Linked DNA regions of Sus scrofa: region 1 is linked to region 2. A link is a contact called in public Hi-C data. All regions are on one chromosome and are shown on one strand. The core of a region is the stretch at or near the end of the contact, and the rest is flanking DNA. Distances in the headings are between cores, read along the strand shown. Region 1 overlaps FOXO1 (forkhead box protein O1). Region 2 has its middle 380 kb from the start of COG6.

Region 1 (5,152 bases), core at 2,130-4,629, 400 kb after region 2:
TAGCAGCAATTCCTGCAACAGGCACTCAATTTAAAGGCCTTTTTCTTAAGTATAACCACCATAAATGCTGGAATCAGACTCTCCAAGAAAATACAAGGTACTTCAGAAGCTTCATTAACTCTTTCTAGCATCTTCAAGGTATTACTTTGCAAATTACTGTTTGGGCAGGCTAAACTTAGTAAATTATTGTTTGGGAGAACTAAATAGTAGCCTAGTACTCTGAGTTAATGGGGTTTTCAAACTGTCTAATTTACTCCTAAAGTGCTTGTCATACTCAGAACTCTAACTCAATTTACATATCACCAATGATGACTGAAGTCAACCCACTACACTGGGCATTCAAATTTCTGTCCAAATTGGAGCTAGTATATTTTTATTTAGACTTCCTAGTCATCATAAATCCTAGATGATTAACTGCCAATTAATAGTGATCCTTCAAAACAAAACAAAACAAAAAAAAGTGATCCTTCACTAAGAAATCTACAACAAATAAAAACTGAAGAGACAGGAAAACCTAAGTCCTGAGATCAATGTCTGCAACTGAATTTGAAAGCATGAGCTTGCAGTGGGTCCAGTCTGTGTATAAAATTATCCCACAGGCACAGGCTGCAGGTAGGATTTACAGCATTCAATCCTGTCTTCCTTCCCTGAATTCATCTCCTGCTTCTACCAGATGACAACTGGTATATTTGTTTGTTAAAGCCCAGTCTTTGGGAGATATTAAATGAGAATTCCTAAAATGAAGTATGTTTCTTTTCTCTACATGATGATAATAGGGAGTTCCCTGGTGGCTCAGTGGTTGAGGACCCAGCTCTGTCACTGCTGAGGCTAAGGTCACTGCAGTGGTGCAGGTTCAATCACTGGTCCGGGAACTTGTATATGCCACAGGCATACCAAAAAATAGAATAAATTAAAAAAAAAAAAAAAAAAAGATGGAGTTCCCATGATGGCTCAGCAAAAACAAATCTGACTAGCATCCATGAGGACGCAGGTTTGATCCCTGGCCTTGCTCAGTGAGTTAAGGATCCTGTGTTGCTGTGAGCTGCAGTGAAAGTCACAGACACAGCTTGGATCCTGTGTTGCTGTGACCATGAGACTACAGCTCCTTTTTGACTCCTAGCCTGGGAAGTTCCATGTGCCACAGGTGCTGCCCTTTAAAAAAAAGAGAGACAGAGAGAGAGAAATAAATAAATAAAATAAATTGGAGTTCCCATCATGGCACAGTGGAAACAAATCCGACTAGGAACCATGAGGTTGTGGGTTCCATCCCTGGCCTCACTCAATGGGTTAAGGATCTGGCATTGCCGTGAACTGTGGTGTAGGTCGCAGATGCAGCTTGGATCTGATGTGGCTGTTGCTCTGGCGTAGGCCAGCAGCTGTAGCTCAGATTGAACCCCTTGCCTGGGAACCTCCATATGCCACAGGCGCAGCCCTAAAAGACAAAAAATATATATATATATATAAATATATATAAATAAATGATGACAACAGATAATATGAAAGGAAGGATTTATGACTTCAAGCTAATTTTAATCTGCTCAACTCACTTGCAGTTATGCTGCCAATGATATTTTACACTATTCCCTGTTGAACTTACTCTATTAATCAAAAGCAAGTTGGCAAGTTTATGCATAGCCTCAAGCAGTGATTTTTTTTAATAATGCATATAAAAGAGAATGGAAGCATCACCAAAACATTAAGTTTTGGCTCTTCTCCTTAGTTTTCAAATTTTCTTTAATGATCATGTTTTTAAAATGATAAATACAAATTTAAAGTCAAATTAGTCTTCATCAAGTCTCCAAGCAAATCTGAACAAATCAATCTTCTGAACTGCCCAATACACTAAACATTGATACTCCACTAAAATATGATCTTAAAATTCCCATTAAAATTCTCAGTGGATGAATGGCCTTTTTTTCTCACTTTTTGGCACACATTTTCAAGATGTTATTCTTGGAGTTCTCTAGTGGCACAGCTGTTTAAGGGATCCAGCGTTGTCACTGCAGCCACTGGGATCACTGCTATGGCACAGATTTGATCCCTAGCCTGGAACTCCACATGCCATGAGTGTGGCCAAAAAAACAAAACAACAAAGAAAAAAAGAAAAAAGAAAAATATTTTGAAACGGAAGTATCAAGATACTCAATTCAGACCTGTTACATAATCTAAAATACCAGTAGAAGACATCTACATTTTTTAAATACTAGCGATTTAAAAATACGGTAATTGGAATTCTATAGAGGTACATATATTATTATTAATAAATTATATATACACAGCTTTCAGAGCACACAGAAAAATTCACATAAGCCTTTAGCAAAAAGACAAGTATTCTGGTTTTCTCTTTATTTTTAGTTCCATCATGGTAAGAACAAATTAAATAGCTTTTTAAACTTTTTTTAACTGACCACAAATTAAATAACCAACCTCTGCCTTAAGTGTAGGCAGATTATGTTTCCTCTCCCTGACTTTCTGAAGGTGAATCTGAGCCAAGGAACAGGGAGAGGAACAACCAGGGGGACAGTGAATCTCCATGTATCTCTGGTATTTAAATTAATCATTTGCAAAAAAAGCCTGCTGTACACAGAGAAATTTTCAAAAGGAATAGGTGTATAAGATAAATAAAAGCTTTCAAAGGAAATTTGAAGAGCCTTCCTTCTTCTCCCAGTATCACTTTTGAGGACAAGAAAAAAAGGGAAGCTCAAAGCATAAAATTCATTAATACAGATTCCTTGGGGATTAAATACAGAGAATGGAGGAAGATGCATAACCAAGGTACATGTTAAATATAACAGAAAAGGAAATTCATACAAGCAATATAAAAGATTCTTTCAAACACCAGTGAAGAGATATTAATCTTCAATTGCTAATAGTGCTTTTTTAATGCTTATGTTTTTTTACCCAAAATCATTTGGACTGGGGGGAAAAAAAACACATTGTTTTAATGTCATCCCAACACTGCATTCTATCTAGCAGGTATGGTTTACACAGCCCCTAACACACCACACCTGGCCACTAACTGCCAATCATTTTAGGGCTTTCTCAGGACTTGCGCGAGAGATTTGGCAGTAGATTAACAACCTATCCTTTTTAGTGGACACAAGTAAAGACCCAGGAGTTCCCACTATGCCATTGGTCAAAGCTGCAGCTCAGACTCAATCCCTGGCCTGGGAACTTTCATTTGCCATGGGTATAGCCATTAAAAAAAAAAAAAAAAAAAAAAGATGGCCCAAATGCAAAACAAAACCAAAAACAACAGTACTACCAAACTCATCTACTTAGTAAGCAAAACTTACTGCATGTTACTCACACTACCATAAAACTGGTACAGAGGTCAAGGTCCCCGTCTAGAGGCAACTGTGTGTGGGATGAGTAAGGGCTGAATGTGAATACCACACACCCCACTCACTCACCAACTCACTGCCTCGAGTCACTCCACAGCTACACCACTGTCAAGGCCATCTCCTCAGATTCAATCAAAGGCCTTGGCAAGAATCCTTCAAGTCTCTTCAACTTCTTACTATGCCTAGGCTTTTTATCTGCCTTTCAGACTTCTCCCAGCCCATGCTTAGGATACATCTATCATTCCTATATAAGGTAGTGAAGAGAAACTGGTTGTGTCCCAAAGTAGGTTAGATATGGCTTTTGGTGATTGATGTTGTTAATGCCAGTGACCATTATGTTAAAACACATTTGTTACCCAATATAATTCAAACCAGATCAAAATCCTAGTTGGCCAATTAATTTAAAAAGAGGGAATTTAAAGTACAGAATTTTTAAAAACTGATATACAGGCCTTAAACATTTACCTTAAGATATATACATGTAAACATGCTTGAGATAAGGTAAAATCTTCCTCTGAGACAAGGTCCCGTCTTTCTTATAAACCCACATGCATTATCACCAAGATTTACAATGTTGATTTCTTTAATCAGGAGAAGGAAATCTACCCAACCTCTTCATGGCAACTCAACTTTTATAGGGTCTAAGCAAACCTAATTTATCAGCAATTTAAGTCTTTCCAAAATGTGCACCTTAGTTTTCCTAAAGCTAATTATTTCATATTTAATGGGTTTATTTAATATTTAAATTAATTTTTTATTGAGAAAATAGCACAACTGCACAAACATGTCTGAAAAAGCGCAAACGTGTTCCAAGAAAAATACAACTAATCTGGTGTACTAGAGGGAAACACAAAGCAGCCAGGGAGCCACAGCCAACCAGGAAGGGTATTTCACAAAGGGCAAGGAGAGTCTCAGTTCATGTGGGTGTTGGTGAAATGACCAGGAGAGCTGCTTGTGCAAATGCTGGTGTTACCACCAAGGCATACCCTTAACACTTGAGCGCCAAATGGGGGTAAAGACAGGGAGGGACACGGCATTTTTCTAAATGCTTGATTTATGTTGAATGTGACAGAATTAACCTGAACTGTGTCATTTCCATTAAAAAGAAAAAAAGACTTGCCACCCAAGAAGCACTAATATTAACACATTAAATGTATAAGAAGAGATGAATGTTGCTTGTTCCTACAAGCCCATCCTCTGGAAAATCTGAAGAGTGATACTGTATATGTATGTGCATGTGTGGACATGCTAATTAATGTGCAGAGATGACCCCTATAACTCTCAATTATCTCATAATTAGCTTGGTGCCAGATAATTTTTTTTTTTTAAACTCTCCTAGGCTTAGCCCATTTTTCTTCCTTCATGCTCTCTGTAATAGAGCTGGGCCAGAGGCCTTCAGCACAGTGTCATCCTGGTGCTAGGCAAGGACGGCAAGATGCCAGCGTGGATGAAAAGGCAGAAGGATACACAGTCTACACTGCAGTTATCAAGAGGTAACGCCACTTAATCACCATTAGCCTTCCTCTCCTGGAAGCGTTCTTAAGAAATGTCCTAACAGGCAATATGGCTCTAAACCAGACAGCTCTGTATTTGCTCACATGCTTGTAAATATTACTATCATCCCTAAAAACAGCCCTATGGAGAATAACAAGCCACACACTGCTAGGGTAAGGTATTTTTTCCCCCTAGACAAAAACCCAAAGTATATACAGAGCGAAACAGCTATGTGTTCACTCCATCTTTCTAAAACCTAACTGGTTCGCATATTTGACACAAATTCTTTCTCTCCTGGTTCTTAAACTGCGTCA
Region 2 (5,656 bases), core at 2,069-4,568:
AATCAAAACACATAATTTTTGACGAAACTCATGTCAAAGCTCTACGTTTTTGTGAACGTTTTGGACAGCAACTCTATCCCACACGCCCCTGTGTACACTGAGACATAGAAGAATGCTCAGCACCACATTTTTAAAAATAATTCTGAGAAATGAAATGAAAGGTCTGGTAACAGGAGAAACGCTAAGCAAATATGGTACATGCATCTACCAAAATCAGGTGGACTGTGTTTGTGATACCGAATGATGTGCTGTACTGAACAAAAAAAAAACTGAACAAAAAAAGCAATCCATTCGACAACATACCGAGGATCGGCACATCTCGGAGATATTGTGGGTTCATTTCCACATCATAGCAATAAAGCAAATATTGCAATAAAATGGGTCACAGATTTTTTGGTTTCCAGTGCATAGGAAAGCTATGTCTATTTTGCACACTATTCCTCCTGCCTAGAAGAGTACCTGGCACCCTGTAGAGACTCAAATATCTATCATTTGAATGAATGAGTGAATGTTCATGAAATATTTTTTCTTTCTTTCTTTCTTTTCTTTTCTTTTTTTTTTTTTTTTTTGCTTTTTAGGGCCGCACCTTCGGCATAAGGAAGTTCCCAGGCTAGGGGTCGAATCCAAGCTTCAGGTGCCAGCCTACGCGACAGCCACAGCAACACCAGATCCAAGCCGGGTCTGTAACCTACACCACAGCTCATGGCAACGTCGGATCCCTAACCCACTGAGCGAGGCCAGGAATCAAACCTGCAACCTCATGTATACTAGTTGGGTTCGTTACTGCTGAGCCACAGTGGGAACTTCAGACCATGAAATACTTTCACAATGAACAGTTAAATACACAGGTATATGTATGTGTTTATATACGTATATGTTTGGGGGGTATGTACATGCAGCAGCTATTGATATTGTGACAACGGTCAAGGCAGGCATAAAGATACTGATACGGTGAGACCAGCGGAGGCCCTCCTGCACCCTTCCTGTGACCTCTTTACCCCTGTCTTCTCATCGTTCATTTGGGGTCACTTTTCCTCCACTTTTTTCTACATTAATGGTTCGTCATTGGAGCTACAGTATATATAAATGTAAAAAGTCAATGAATGAAAGGAATAAGGCTACTTAAATATTTCAAGCTGGAGGTGATGGAGGGCAGTTACTGTCTTATATGAGCCTCAGAATTTGTTGAGCTAGATTAAAAACATTTCTATCTGTATAGGTAAGTATTTACAAAGAATCACTTTTTAAGTAAAAAGGTCACCTTGTGGGCTCAGAAGATGGTCCAGTTTAACTGAGATGGCGAGAGAAGATTTACCTAAGTTCTCATACCTTAAGCACATATTGATAAGTGCTGTCTCTCATTGATGAACTTTTGATACAAAATAAATTCATGGCAACATTGTTCATTGTAACTTTTAAATAGAAAAAAAACTTATTTCTTAACTAAAACTTGAATGAACTGGTTATTGTTTATCCAAGCCTCAGCAGAGACCTGCAAAAAACACTGACAAGCTATGTCTGGAAGGAGCTTTGATTTTTTTTTTTTTTTTTTTTTTTTTTTTGGTCAACCTATTGACACCTTTCCCTGGTTCACAATGTCACGACTTTTGAGCCAGAGCTGACATCTCAAAGGTGCCCAACCCAGTGTGTCCTGTGAGCCTTAAAACGAAAACCCATGAGGAACCAGGCCTGGTACACACCTCGTGTTGCTCGTCCCCCCTCCCCTACCCCTTCTCAGGAGAGAATAGAGTGCTGCCAGGCTAAAGGGGTAGTACCAATGTCTATCCTCGGGATGTTTTCACAGGTTTGAATTGAGGTGAATATTCAAGATGAAAATGGCCATCTCTCTGCAGCCCCCTGCACATGATGCAAGCATGGGCGGGGAGCTTCTGTCTCTAAATTCAGCTCCCACCATCTCTGAAGTCACCACCCTAGTGGCACACTCTGGCTCTTTCAATGCAATCATTTGCTTAGTAATCAATCCATCCTAACCAACAAGGATCCCACTTACATGGTTCAACAGAGAATGCTCTTAGAATAAAACCCAGACGCCTTTCTTGTTCTCGTCTTTCTATCCTCATGCCTCACGTGCTCTTGGGGCCTCCAAGTTTTTTTTTCTGACCACCTGGCTTTTCTTCTTACTGTTGCTACTTTTTGGAATGTGCTTCCCTCAGCTATTTCTATCATTTAGATTATCTTTTTAATTTTTTTTGGTCTTTTTTTTTTTTTTTTTTTGTCTTTTCTAGGGCGGCTCCTGCGGCATATGGAGATTCCCAGGCTAGGGGTCTAATCAAAGCTGTAGCTGCCAGCCTACGCCACAGCCACAGCAACACCAGATCCAAGCCGGGTCTGTAACCTACACCACAGCTCATGGCAACGCCGGATCCCTAACCCACTGAGCGAGGCCAGGGATCGAACATGCAACCTCATGGTTCCTTGTCGGATTCGTTAACCACTGCACCACGACGGAAACTCCCTAGGTTCTTTTTTTAAATGGCAAATCCGCTGTCCTACTTCATCTGCCCTACTGTCTACCATGTCAATCTTTTTCTTTTTTCCTGGTACCCCTCAGACTCTCTAAATATCTAGCCTATTGATTTCTTTATTTGGGTATTTTCCATCTTACTTCATTAAGCTTCATGACGGCAGAAACTTTGTCTTGCTTGCCACATATTCCTAGTGCCTAGCGTGTAGCGGGTGTTCAATATCTACTGAATGAATGAACGAACCAGCAAATGAGAATTATCTCCAATGTTGACATAATCTGGAGAACACAAAGGATTGGGCTAACAATTTAAATCTCTCTTGTAAACAATAGAAAACCTCAGTGTAACAGACAGAGAACCATATTTCGGGAACCCTAAATAATTAGAAGCAGGATTTTTTTTTCTCCCCCAGAGGATAACGAAAGAGTCACCTCTCTAAGCAGATAATAGATCAATTTAGAGACAGCTGCTACAGGGAAGTCTTAGAGCCTGTGGCAGGTCCCCTGGCACTGAGACAGATTTCCAGAAAAGGATGCAAATTTTTGGAGAAAGATTTAAAACCAGGCAGGACCCTTTGGACTTAACTGTGAGTCTGTGGGACTGGGCCAAAGTCTCTGTGAGGAAAAGACCAAGTAGAACCTGGAATGAAACCAGAGCGCCCTTGTTTCGGCCCCTCCCCTCTACCAAACAGAGGTCAGTGCTCGGTGCTAAGGATCTGGGTGGGCCGAGCCTGCAGACAGAGGTCAGGGTGAGAGGTCAGCCCCACGTAGGGAGTGGCTGAAAAACAGTCCGTGTCCAAAAGAGGGGAGCAGATATTCGTCACCACAGCGATGTCCAAAAGGGCATTCACTGGGGATTAGGAAATACTATCTCCCAGGAGCACATGGTGTAACGGGTTCCTGTCCCACAAGAAAGTGTCCTCTAGACACCACCCCCAACACACACACACACACCCTGTCCTCCTCTCATACCTCTGCAGTTTCCTAATCCTTGCAATACCTTTTCCCACCTTTTAAAAAATTTTTTATTAGAGTTGATTTACATTATTCTGTCAAATTCTGCTATACCGCACGTGACCCGGTCATACATGTATACACACTCTTTCTCTTATTATCTTTCATCCTGTTCCATCACTGAGACTGGACACAGTTCCCTAGGCTGTACAGCAGGACCTCAGTGCCTATCCATTCTAAATGGAGTAGTTTGCACCTATTAACCTTCTCCCACTTTTTATGGGCAAACGCTGGCTCACTCTTCAGAAGCCACTCATCAGCTCTATGGTGGGCCCACGCAGCTACGCTTCCCACCTTCGCCTGGGACCTACTCGCACCCCGTGACACGCAGGTCGGGCACGGCTGCCTTGCACATCCTGTCCTGTCCCTGAACAGTCACGGTCCCTGTGCCCTAAAGAAGTCCTCAGGAGCAAGGGCAGCCGGGACGATCTTGCCCAGGCCCTGCCTCTCCAAGTTCACACTCTGCCAAGAGCCTGGCACAGGGAGAAGCCAGAGCGGTCAGACCCCGGCAGGGCTGATGCCTTCCTCACTGACCTTCACGGTCAGAACGGACCACACTCACCGCCTGATGTGGGGCCTGGCCAGCCCTCAGCATGTGACAGTCTTTTCCATTCAGGGCTCACAGGGGCGGCCAGCGGGTCTGTGCAGCTGCCAGCGTTTCCGAGGCTGCTGCTCCTCTTTCCTGTCTCGGGTTCAGGGCTCGCCATCCCTCTGACTGCAGAGCCATGCGCTCCATGTGGCTCCTCTCCGCTCGCCAGGCCTTCGGGCGGCCCCCGCGGCCAGAGTGGAGGCAACGCGGAGCTAGGTTTCGTGGAGCTGGACCGGGACAGAGGACGCGGGGAAGCGGGCTCCTCGGGGACCCAGCCCTGCCGGCCCACGCCTGGGACCCTTCACTTTGAACCCAGCGTGTGCTTGGCGGCGGAGACTCCCTAAGGCCCAAGGAGGCGTTCTGGGCGGGTCGAGGAAATAAGCAAATAATGATAAGACGCGGGTGCAAAGCCTTCTGCATTGAAATGGTACGGAAATTCCCAAAGGCGAGTTCCCTCTCTCCCTCTGAGGGACGTTCCCCTCCGTGAAGCACACGGAGCTAGGGGGTCCCGCGAAAAGTGCACGCGGGTGATACGTATCTGACACGGATGTGAACAGGTTTAGGTCTGCGATGGTTACCGCTAGAGGGACGTCCTCCCGGGACATTCTGGAACATCTGGGTCTAAATTCCGGTTCTGGGCTGTCAGTCAGTCTGTGACACTCTGCACGCCTGCATCCCATCAGCGGTCGGACGAGTCCGCCGACGGGCGATTAGGCGGAAGAATCTAAGAACAGCGCGACTGCTGACGGGGCCAGGTGGCTGAATCTGTACTGCTCGCTGTGTGATCACCGGGTGACACGAGCTCTCTGTGCCTTGGTTTGCTGTCATCTTCTACTGCGTAACAGGGGACACAGTACTGCTTACTTCAGAGGGCTGTGGGGAAGCCCAATGAAGGAACGGCCCAACCCTGGGACACAGGAGCCACTCAATGAATGCTACGCCCAAGTGTGCCATCACTCTGACGGGTGCGGTTCTGCGTTCCAGGGCGTCAAAGAGCACACGAAATCCAATACTCCAGTCCACTTTAAATATCTGAAGACAGCCACCATGAGCTGTGAGACAAATACCCCAGTTCTTTTCCGTTGCAGCTGTTCCTTCACCTCCAAACCGTCCAGAGGATTCTGTGCACCCAGGAGTTCTCTGCAATCCCACACTGCCCACCTCAGCTTTGGGCAGGGCAGTCCTAAGGTCCAGTTCTCCTGTGAATGGGAAGGAATTTTCTTCCTGCTTCCCACTGCCTCAGAGTCCACATCACTCTTCTTTGAGTGTCTCTGCACCAGGCCACCCCGCCTTCCTCTCTCACTAGCTAGAATGAGGCCCTTCTCCATGGAGGGTGTGTGTCACCGCCTGCAGCACCTACCCGGAGGCAGAGTCATGTGGACTGTGGCTGGTGCTCAGGGCCTGACGAGTGAGTGGTCGGTGGAAAGTGTACCTGCCTGTGACTGGGGGAACTGGGGTCATAATCACAGGGTCCCATCAAAATGGCCCTCCTAGGAGGTCCCATTGCGGTTCAGTGGTAAGGAAACCAACTAGTATCCATGAGGACATGGGTTCCATCCCTGAGCTCA

What was found. A called contact is a pair of places that touch in the nucleus more often than the background predicts.
Region 1: a contact with region 2 is called in a Hi-C map of skeletal muscle, with 2.9 times the contacts expected there. The contact joins two enhancer-like sites. A contact is called at or near these places in 1 of 47 Hi-C or Micro-C datasets (skeletal muscle) and 1 of 2 datasets of contacts at active chromatin or transcription factors (skeletal muscle).

The regions. Positions count from the first base shown.
Region 1 is chr11:15,356,857-15,362,008 of Sscrofa11.1, forward strand. The region is part of intron 1 of FOXO1 (forkhead box protein O1); the gene reads right to left. Among named protein-coding and RNA genes, the nearest start is that of FOXO1, 51 kb to the right of the region's middle. Within about 2 kb of position 3,380, at least 12 of the 83 cell types and tissues checked have an H3K27ac peak or open chromatin away from gene starts, as enhancers often do. A contact at or near this core is called in skeletal muscle, where this site is marked.
Region 2 is chr11:14,958,028-14,963,683 of Sscrofa11.1, forward strand. No RefSeq gene overlaps it. Among named protein-coding and RNA genes, the nearest start is that of COG6, 380 kb to the left of the region's middle. Within about 2 kb of position 3,319, at least 5 of the 83 cell types and tissues checked have an H3K27ac peak or open chromatin away from gene starts, as enhancers often do. A contact at or near this core is called in skeletal muscle, where this site is marked.